2 separate regions of the Oryzias latipes genome follow, and region 2 is linked to region 1. Evidence: chromatin contacts called from public Hi-C data. All regions are on one chromosome and are shown on one strand. Each heading gives the region's core, a stretch centred on a gene start, on an enhancer-like site or on the middle of the called end of the contact. The rest is flanking DNA. Distances are from core to core; before and after follow the strand shown. Region 1 has its middle 15 kb from the start of LOC101171806. Region 2 holds the start of LOC101169274 (homeobox protein HMX2-like).

The links. A called contact is a pair of places that touch in the nucleus more often than the background predicts.
Region 2: a Hi-C map of embryo shows a contact between it and region 1, with 2.0 times the contacts expected there. The contact joins the promoter of LOC101169274 here to the enhancer-like site in region 1. A contact is called at or near these places in 2 of 5 Hi-C or Micro-C datasets (embryo and fibroblasts).

The regions. Positions count from the first base shown.
Region 1 is chr1:34,658,595-34,664,100 of ASM223467v1, reverse strand. No RefSeq gene overlaps it. Among protein-coding and RNA genes, the nearest start is that of LOC101171806, 15 kb to the right of the region's middle. Within about 2 kb of position 2,915, at least 2 of the 8 cell types and tissues checked have an H3K27ac peak or open chromatin away from gene starts, as enhancers often do.
Region 2 is chr1:34,742,220-34,747,585 of ASM223467v1, reverse strand. LOC101169274 (homeobox protein HMX2-like) reads left to right here and starts at 2,161. Exons shown (of 2, transcript XM_004066290.4): 1 at 2,161-2,488; 2 at 2,610-3,689. The coding sequence starts at 2,329. The coding sequence ends at 3,163. It overlaps LOC101172056 (homeobox protein HMX1-like), which reads left to right. Exons shown (of 2, transcript XM_023960932.1): 2 at 861-1,681. The coding sequence ends at 1,483.

The sequences.
Region 1 (5,506 bases), core at 1,666-4,165:
ATCCACATCTGTCAAACAGCATGGACCTATATTCTGTTCACAAGTGCCAGGGCAGCTTCAAGGAGGAGCACTTCGTCCCCGTTGCGCCGATGGATGGAGCAAATCGTTTCTGTGCAAAGCAATCGGACTTAATACTGTACGTTTTGTGTATGAGGGGTGGATGCGTTGTTACGTGTGGGAGCCATCAGACTGCCATCGGCCCCGCAGCTCAATCAGCAGGAGAAGATGTCTCCAGCTCACACGGAGGCTGTGAGTTTTTCAAAGCAAAATTCCGCTTTTACGGTTTCCTTAGAAACCGTAAATGGAGTGTAAATTCACTCCATGCGCTGTTCTCTCCGTCACGCAGCAAACCGGCTTTTCCAAACCCGTTGGTGACGGTGGACTTTTTTACGCTGCTTTTAACGATTGATTTTAACTTGAAAGCTTCATCATAATGTAGCGGCGATCACGTGCACGTTGGGTCTAATGGCCCCAAAGGATTCTGGGATGCGGCCGGGCATGCGTGTTTCGTTTTGTTGAACCATGACTGAAGTGTCTAAGACCTGAAGTCAAGTCCATGCTGTTTGGTTGCTAAGAGGTGTGTTGATTAAAAATGCCTCGTGCTTGGTGTCAGATAGAGAATTCAATCTATTCACTGAGTTCGAAAGTACGTACATGGCGGCCGCCAATTAAATCCATAAATCAGCCGCGTCACTGAATAAGCCGCAAGGCTGTAAGCGCAGGAAAAAAGTAGCGGCTTGTAGTCCGGAAATTACGGTACTTGATTTGTAACTCATAGATTTGTGCGTAACTGTGTTTGCTTGCAACTGTGTATTGGTATGTTCATCTGAATATCATAAACTTACAAAATACAACCACATTCATGCACAGATGAGAGTTACAAGTGCACAAGGGGTTGTGAGACTCTTTTCACATCTTCAGATTTGCATTTAGACGATGCATGTAAGTGATGCTAGAATGCTGGGTCAACAGAGTTTTCATATCAGCCGCTTTGAGTTTAGATTGTGAATAGTATTATCCTCCTGAGAACCAGACCCTATATATGTCCTCTGTGGGGGACAGTTGTTCTTGGATTAAGTCATTTGACTCATTTGAAGTCTTTATAACAAGGACATCCTGGGTTTTGTCTGAGTTCCTTCCCTGCTGACTATAAAATGCCATTTTCTAGTGCTGTCCGAATCTACAATTCCAAAATCCAGTGCCCTGGACATTTCCCAGAAGTCTCTGCAAAAACCAGTGTGCATCAATGCTCACTCACTTGATCGGCAAATATAGACCACAATGCATTGCGTCTGAACAATTATTTGCCAAAAAAATATATATCTGTTTAATAAACCATCAACGTTTTTATCTTCAGAAGACACTGGACTCATAAATAAGTGTTGCAACTCGCTGATGTTAAATAGATTTTTAGTAGTAGTGAGCGTGGTGTCTGAATTGTTTTTAAAATGCAGGGCACTACACAGTCCCACACTTAATAGTTTTTTAGTAGTTAGGGGTTAGGGCAGGTAATGGGACACAGCCCTGGTCTTTCCAATGATATCTTCCATGTTTGGGTGGTATCATGGCAAGTTTGGCTTTCTGGGGAGGCAAAGAAAAGGTCATAAATGAATGTGCTGCTTCAGGAGGATATCTAGAAAAAATAAGACTTTCTTTCACCATTTTCTTAAACAGATGGAGAAAAAAAACGGACACCAAATAAGCATTTTTAAACACTCCAACCCTTTTTAAAGACAAAAAGATTTCCAGACTTGATGGCTCCTTCTCTGCAGCTAAAACCTCTTTGCTCTCTGAGTGCAGAGAAGGACTTGGTGCTGTCTGCTATTGCCCTGATTGGGGACTGGAGCTCAGGGCAGAGCTCTGTGCTGGAGGCTCCAAGCAGACACACATCCAAAGTTACACACAAGCAGGCAGAAACAAGTTACAAATCAAGTTTTTTCTTGACCGGTGACGGGAAGGGGGACCGGGTTGCTCCACACCAACAGTCCTGCCCACAACTCAGAGGTGAATTTTTCAGAAACTCCTGCTGCTCAGCAGAAACTATGTCCTAGAAAACAACAGGTTCTTGGAGTTTGGCTAAATTGATCGGAGTGGGACGTCAGTACATGGAGAACCCCTTTGGTCAATTATAATTTAGTTGTTTTTTTTTACTTGTACTCTTTTTCATTGTGAATTTAGGGTTTTTGGTGTTTTTAGTTTTTTATTTTGGATGACTTCACTCCCCTGAGGTTAATTCAAATGTATGCGTTTCAATTAAATGATAATTCTAACAAATTCAAGCCATTTGTGTAAATAATCTGAAAATGTTTTTTTTTAGTTCTCTGTATATTCTAACCTGACATGGAAGAGATGTTTGGATAATGATAAGTTTGATTTTTTTCCCTCTAATTAAAGGCAGCACTTCTGTCATATATTGTGTCTTTTCTTTTGCACAGATAAACTTTCCTGCCCTCCGATCTGCTTTTTCTACGTCCTTCTACTCTTGCTGTGATCTGGTTTTTGCCGTGTACTACATCAATAACTAAAATACACATTCTTCAATACGAGAATGTTGGAGAACACCAGCCTAACTGACATAATGAACGTTCAGTGAAGGATTTAGCAGTTCAGACATACATGTTAGTGCTGCCCAGCAGGTCAGTTAGGAGGCAGAGCGCGCCGTCTTCTCAGGCATGAGGAGGGCGAGGGTCCGTCTTCTCAGGCATGAGCAGGGCGAGGGTCCGACCCGAGGCTGAGGCTGAGGCTGCTGTGCTGGCAGCCAGTGGCTGCTGGGTTTCTGGAGGCTCTGTGACGTTAATGCAACATGGCAGCCCTGAGGGCAGAGCCCATGCAACTTTCTCAGCCCTCTTAGAGTAATTGGTGACCCCTGAACCTGGCCTTCGTGAAAAGGGAGGAAAGAGAGGGCAAAGGAGAGACAGGAGGAGGAGCAGGGGGGGGGGTAGACAGCGGAGACGCTGCAAAGAGGAAGACGGGGCTGGGAAGAGGAAAGGCCAAAGGCAGAAGAAAAGAGAAGTCAAGTAGACGTGAGGCGGGAGGAAAAGGTTAATCTCCTTAACTGTGGATGGTCTCAAAGTTCAGAGACGTAGAAATCTGCATGTCCTCTGTGTACCAGCGTCACAAGAGACAGATGTGGAGACGGCCACTTCATCCACATCTGCATCTTCATGCAATGACATGAAGAAGACGTGTGGTTTGGATCTTTCATTTCTTATCATTTGAACTTTTTTTTCCAATCTTTTTTTATGATTTACCCTTTTATTATGTCTAGTTTCAACAAGTGTTTATGTTTAATAATTAAAAACCCATACAGGATGTGTGTATATAGAAACAATCTCATCAAAAATACCACTTTATGTTTGTTGAAAAACTGCACATTTTAAATAATTGAAAGTTTTTGTTGCTGTCCTTTTTATCTGTAGGAAAGATGAAAATAAAACTAAATGTTATTTAAATATTATATGGGACAAGATTCAGAGGTTGTTAAGTACGCCTACATTTCTATATTGCGTGTTTCTGTCGTTCGGCTTGAGTAAACAACTTATGTAGTTAATTTTCCCAATATTCCAGTAAAAAATGTGCAAACCAGCCGGGGGCATCACTCCTGGAAGCTAAAAACTTTATGTCTGCACTTCTTAGCTTCCCAATGATGTGCGAAGAGTTACAGGCGGTGGTGTTGAATTTTGGGGGGAAATTCCGCGCATGGTGGCCTCTTCCCGAGGTCAAAGGTCAACAAAACTTTAGTTGTGGTCGTAGACTTAAACTGGCGGCTTGTGTGAAATGTCGGGGGGGGGGGGGGACTTGCTCAAATAAATGTATTTCTCACATTGTGGGAAAACGTAAACATCACCAAATTTCCCACTTTGCCACAAAAGGGGGCCGCCAAGCCGTAGGCCCTGTGGCCTTCCGCGAAACCTCCTTTGGAAATCCCAGACACGTGTGCTTTGGTTTTGTTCATGGATTTTGGGGGGAGAAAAGTCACTTTCATGAGCCCCTTAAGAGATTCTGAGTATGTGTCAGCACTGCAGCAGGACAGAATGACTAAACGGATGGAGAGAGTCTTCCTCCTTCACTGATGGTCAAGCGGTGAAACAGTCAGATGGTCTATGAGTCTGAAGTAACTAATGCTTGATGTCTTCTGCAACAACAACCGGTTCTGCTGGTAGAAGATCTATGCGGGCGATGTCTGTTTCCACTGCCAGGGCTGGACTTTAACTGTGACAGAGATGCTTCCTCCCCCTCCTCTTCTGCCTCCAGAGAGCCAAACCAACGAACCTTGGTTCGTTTCCTGACAACTGTTCAGCCGCTAAGGGTCCTCTTTTCTGGTACACAGAACCCTCCCCATAAATCAATACATGAGAAGCACAATCTAAAATCTAAAATCAAATCCCTTCCTTTACCCAGACCAGAGCTTGTGCCTCACTCACGCCTCATCGGTGAATCTTGCGTTCACCTCGATCGGCGCTCCCGCTTGTCTGTGTGGGTCGCTCCATGCCGTATGAGTCCATTTGTCTCCACTGATGGAAAATAATTGCAAAGCAAACAAATCATGTCTGCCACATTGAACAGGCCTCCACTCCTGGGGCAGAGCGGCTTCGTGGCTGCAGGAACGAAGCTCAGAGATTAACAGGGAGGGGAAAAAGAGAAGGTTCAGAGCAGGCTTGGCATTTGCATTATATATGCAGAGTGTTGGAAAGTGTTAGGTTAGAGAAACGGGCACAGTTGGATTGAAAGTGAGCTGGAGTGTCCAGAGGAAGAAAAAAAAAGAGAGAGAGGGAGGCAGGAACTGTGGCGGATGGAAACCAAGAGCATCTGGGAATACGCCGCATTATATGAGATCATTAGAGTGTGATGCTAGACGGGCATTTTCACTTACAGGACCTACATGGCCTTAAAATATCTGTGAATGTGTTGCTGGCGATTCGAATCTTTCCATGAGATTCACCGACGACTCAAACTCCAAATATGTCCAATGTGACCTGAGCAGAATTTCTGTCAGGATTTCGGTTCGGCTTGTTTCAAGTTCATGTCAGCATCTACACACTGTGGTGGAACCGAAGCAGAGTTAAAACATAAATCCTAAAATCCTTCAATTTAAAAAGTACGTCCAGCAGAATAAAAGCCTCACGGGAAAAACGTGGCAACTAAAGCTCAAATTGATCAGATTATTTAAGAGATTCAGTAAATATCGTTCTCTGGAACATGTCAATGAGTCATCTCAGTACAATTAACTCATTAAAGTGAGTATTCTCCTGCTCGCTTATTACACACAAGATAAAATAACAAGACAAAAACACCAAAGAACAGTGAGTTTGTTGTGCAAAAACTGTTTCTTTGAGTTCAAACACCAGACTTTTTTAAGAAATAACTAAGTTTAAATCTCATTTCATTTGTAAATGACATTTAACAGAGATAATAGTTTAGTAGTTTACACACTACACTACTGTTTCCACGCACTCTACGTACTGCATTATGCAGCAGAACCTCCCACTCTGCTCCAAATCAACAA
Region 2 (5,366 bases), core at 912-3,411, 84 kb before region 1:
CTGCGGGGGTGGAGGGATGCACAGCTCTTCATACAGACTTCACAGATTAAAACTATGAACAAAGAACTGTTTTGTTGTTTACTGTAATGCTGCAGCCGCCATCAGTAAAGAAGAGACTACACAGCAGCCCGCCCATGTTTGGACGCATCCATGATGAGGGAGGGACAGGGCGACACGCAAGGGGGTGGGGTCCAGGGCCCTGCACCGTGTGACGCCATGGCGACCGTCAAAATCCATATCTAAACTTATAGATAACATCTATTATGATTTTGCCAAAAATCCTTTATTCTCTCAGAGGAGAATCGTCTTTTCCTTTTAAAGAACACGAACATTCACTCTCCAATCCTCTTTACTCACTCAGTTCTGCTGGGATTTCAAGGCCAATTTCCTTTTTTTAATTTCACTGCGCAGAAGCAACACTGCTGCGCTCCAGGAGGTTTTTTTAAAATCATGGATCATTTTTACGCTGCTGAAAATAAGAAAACAGTTCAGTTACGGGAATTAAAGCAATGGGGAGTTTAAAAAGAAATTAGCGTAAGAAAATGAGTGGGCTACACTAGGGGGAAAGGTGGTTTTACTGTCCCCACTTCAACAAATAAAAACGTTTTCGGGTAAAACACAAGTGTGTGAAGTAAACCAAACTTCCTAAACTTTGTGCTCCAACGTCCTCAATTCATTACCACAACTATAGGCTCCAGGGCCTTTCTTTGTAAAAAAAAAATGACTTTTTAAATTCCATCTTCAGTCATCTTTCGTGCGGTGGATTGATAAAAACATTTCTCAGAACCCCTTTACAACAGCGGATGAATCACGAGCCAGGATTCCAGTTCTGAATGTTTGGTGTGTGTGTTCTTTTTTAGGTCCACGGGGCAACACGAGTTCGGGGGATCCGAGCTGTGACCGGGCTTCACCCGCCGTGTCCGAGCCCACGACTGAGAGCAGCGACGAAACCGACAGGAAAACTGGCGACTGCTGCTTAACGGACGACAACGAGGACGCACCGAGCGCCTTTGACGCACGTTCCGAGCCGGACGCGGCGCCGGAGCCGGGCTGCACCCGCAAGAAAAAGACCCGGACCGTGTTCAGTCGCAGCCAGGTGTTCCAGCTGGAGTCCACTTTCGACGTCAAACGCTACCTGAGCAGCACGGAGAGGGCGGGCTTGGCCGCGTCTCTCCATTTGACAGAGACGCAGGTGAAGATCTGGTTCCAGAACAGGAGGAACAAGTGGAAGCGGCAGCTCGCCGCTGACCTGGAGGCAGCGCACATCCCAAACTCCAGCCAGCGGATCGTCCGGGTGCCCGTTCTGTACCATGACGGGGGAGCGCCCGCCGCCGCCGCCGCGGCCGCCGGCGCGTTGAGCTTCAGCCTGAGCCGGCATCCGGGCTCTGCCCCGGCGGTGGGCTTCTCAGGCTCCGTCTACCCCCTGTCGTCGTTTGCTCACTCCATGAGCGTGCTCAGGGCGCAGATGACCGGCTTGGTGTGAGGACTGCAGCAGACCTCCGTTAGTCAAGAACACAAACGGGCAGCCTGCGTCTAAAGAGCGGGATATTTTACATTTCTGCTCAGAAGAGGACTGTAAAACTTTTATGTTTGAAAACACATATTTTTGCTAAAATTTATATTTAAAGTCACGCGTTTCCAGGTTTCTCACATTTTCACAGAATAAAAAAATCAAGCACTTCCCAGGTTCTCCTTTGTTTATCACACAAGAGTCTTCCATGGTTCAAATGATAACATCCATGCAGACAAATCACAAAAAAGAAGAAAAGAAGGGTTTCTTTTTTATAGCTTTGATGAAAACCTTGCTGCAGGTTTTCACTTTTTATCACGTGACGCAGACAAATAACATGCAAGCTGCATATGAAGACGATGAAGCAAAGGCTTTAGGTAAAAAAGTTGCAATATTTTTTTCATGAAAACAATATGTATTTTTTTTTATTTAGAAAGAAGAGCCGCACGCGCAGCTGAGACAAAAAACAACCTCATGTTTCTCAGCATCAGAGCTGAGTAGGTGACCGGCGGGGCCCTGGAGGGCTGCAGACAGCGCTGCTGCGGGTGGACGAGGAGGAGTAATGTGACAAATGAAGGGGGGGGGGGGGGGGGGGGGGGCGTCCCGTCCTCCTCCCTCCCTCCCCGCCATTGGCGCACACCGAGCGCTGCGCTGAGCCAATCAGCAGCGGCGACGCGCTCCGTGAGCGGTTGTGTAGTCGGAGCAGAACGCGCGGCGGCAGGCAGTGTCTGCTCAGAAGCGGCAGCTGCTGATATGGTGCGTCAGTGGCCGCAGTAACGAGGAAGAACGCACGGAAAGCGCCTAACGTCTGGGAGAATATGAGCAAAGCCGCGGCCCCATGTCGACCCAGCGCCTCCCTCAAGTTCACAATTGACAACATCCTCAACCTGAAGCCGAGCGGGACGAGCTCTGACTCCAGCGGACTGCGGGATGAGCTGCGTGAGGACACCGCAGGCCAGCAGAGGCCGGACCAAAGCGGTAAGACGCGCGCCGGATTCCTCTGACGGGACGGGGGGAAGTTCGAACAGAAGTCTGGTGAAAGTTCACAGCAGTGGCTGCGCGCGCTGAGTTTTCATCAACTGTGTCACTTGTCTTTCAGTGTCGATCAGAACCTGCAGCGCAGACTCGGAACCGGGTATCCAAAGGACGGGCGCGCGCTATGAGAGCGGGGACAGCAGCTGCGACGACAGCATCTCCAGCAGCGCGGCGGCGGAGGCGCTCCAGGGAGGCAGCCCCAGCAAAAGGAGCAAAGTCATCACGAAAAAGAAAACGCGCACCATCTTTTCCAAGAGACAGATCTTCCAGTTGGAGTCTACCTTCGACATGAAGCGGTACCTGAGCAGCGCGGAACGCGCCTGCCTCGCCAGCTCTCTGCAGCTCACGGAGACGCAGGTCAAGATCTGGTTTCAGAACCGCAGGAATAAATTGAAACGACAAATCTCCACAGAGATAGACGGACCCGCGAGTGATTTCCCCGAGGCAGCAAAGCCCGTGGCGGCGGGGCAGCTGCCGGCCTTGTACAAGGAGAGCAGCCTGCTGGGGAGGTGCCTGCTGCCGGTGCCGCTGCCCGTGGTGTACCCGGGCGGCGGCGCGCCTTACCTCTGCTTCTCCAGCGCCAGCAAGTACTTCAGCCTGTACGACGGAGACGTATGAGGCTTCCAGCGACCAACAGACGCTCCTGCTGGTTTTGTTGCCAACTTTCAAGTATTTAGGGGGGTCCAGCGAGACCGGAACTTCGTTTTCAGACTGAAGGAAACGGCCCAGAATACGCGGCATTATTTATTTTCAGCGCCGGCTGCGGCTTTCCGGAAGGCCTGACTCTGAACTTCCACCCGGCTTCACTGATGATGCCTGAAACCTGAGCATTCACAGCCTGTTGTTGTTTACATCATATATATTTTATTATTATTATTATTTTATAGTTAACCAGTTTTATTGCTGCGAAAGCCACCAAAGAAATTACTGTAGCCTATCTGCATGCATTTCCTGTATTGTAAGGAAGTTTAAAATACAGAAATTATCTTTGTATTTAAATGAATGTAATTAGCAGTTCATTTTTCTTTTGCGCATGCTTTCTTTTCTAGTTATTTTATTATTACTATAATTTTATCCCACTTTGCCTAGAAGATTATTACACCTTTTCATAAAGTGAAATTAAAAAAAATCTTTAAGAAATGTACATATCGGATTCAGTAATTTCAGATAAATATTATTTTGATAGATACCTTATTTGTATTTTTTTAAATATATATTTATATATTATTCTTGCTGACAGAGTATTATTTCTATAAATGAATTAGTAGTGAGTCGGTTTTCCAGCATCAACCTTTTATTAGGCCTCAGCAGCACAAGCAAACTAACACTTTAGGTTGCAGGAAAGATTTCATGGTGAAACAGTTCTTAAGAATTTGGGATCATAAAAATAATAAAGCAACAGAACTTTAAAATACGAGGGGGGTATGGTTTGGAGTAAAGCGTTTTAGAAAATAGCAAACATATAATTAAATATTTTATTATTTTATATAAAATTATATTTATTATATGAAAAGTTTTACATTTTAAATGTCAGATTTACAGGGAAATTGGTCAGATTTGCTCTACAGTAAATAATCTGAATGAGGCATGTTTTAACATTACTGCTTCTCAGCCTGGCTTCAGACCAAAAATGCAGGTTTTGTGGTGTAGCAAAAAAAAGACTTGTAATCCTGTTTTTTGTGAAAAAAGCAGACATAAAGCTCTCCTAATGATCAGCGGCTGAAATCCCTCCACATAAAGAAAAACATCACTTTATACAGTTTTGCTCATTTTCTGGTTGGAGACGTACTCAAAACAAAATAATCCTTGTGTAACGAGAAACTTTCAATGAAAGAAACTGTAAAATGTCCACATATTTGGCACAAAACAGTAAATTGACAGCAATGAATTTAGTCTGTTGTGGAGAAAAAGAATAATTCCATAATTGGATTTTCTTTGTAGCCACTTGCTTTCTAATATTCCTAAAAATAATATTCCATTTAGCAGAAATATTAAATTAGCCAAAAAGATTTATTTTGGAATTACACATAATTGTTATATTTATGTATTTTTAGCTGCTTTAATTTCCTCTGAGGACATAACTTGTGATAAGGGTGTTGTTGGTTTTCTGACTTCCCTTTCTTTCTGACTGTCATTCTGCTCTGACCGCTTCAACGCATCACTAGACCTCTCTCTTTGGGATAATTCGACATAAATGGCAGACCTCTGAAGGACGGACTCATGATGTGGCGTGAAAGCGCTCCTGAAGATGGTGACGGGACAATCCTGATCCGTTTGTGTCGGAATAGGAAACTTGAAAGCGCCCCTTCACACCGCAAAACAACGATTTGAGAAGCATCCTGTGCAGGAGCGTGTTCACCAAGGAGAAGACATCCGGCTGCCTGTCTCGTGTTTCAGAGCTGGAGGAGACTCACGCCGCCGCTACCACTACCCACAATCCTCAACGGCTCAGCAGACTTTCAGGAGACAAGGTGTGGTAACATGCTGTCAACATGGCTGTTCCAGTTAAGAGACCTGAACGTGTGGAAGAATCTCAGATTTGTTCTACTTCACGCTAAAAACATGTTAAGGCCCATTACTAGTTTTTCTTAGACGTGCTAATTGCTCCTACCACTGAGCTCTGTTTGTTTTGTGACTCCGTTCTTACTGTACCTCCCCACGCCCCCTGCCTTGTCACATCTCATCACTGGCCCCTGTGCACTGAAGCCTGAGCCTGTGTGATTACCACTTAATGAAAGGGACTGAGGAGCACAGGGTGTTGTGGAGGGGCGCGAGGGGGGGCAGGCTGTTGCTCAGGACGGGTTGATGAGCGCCTGCTTGT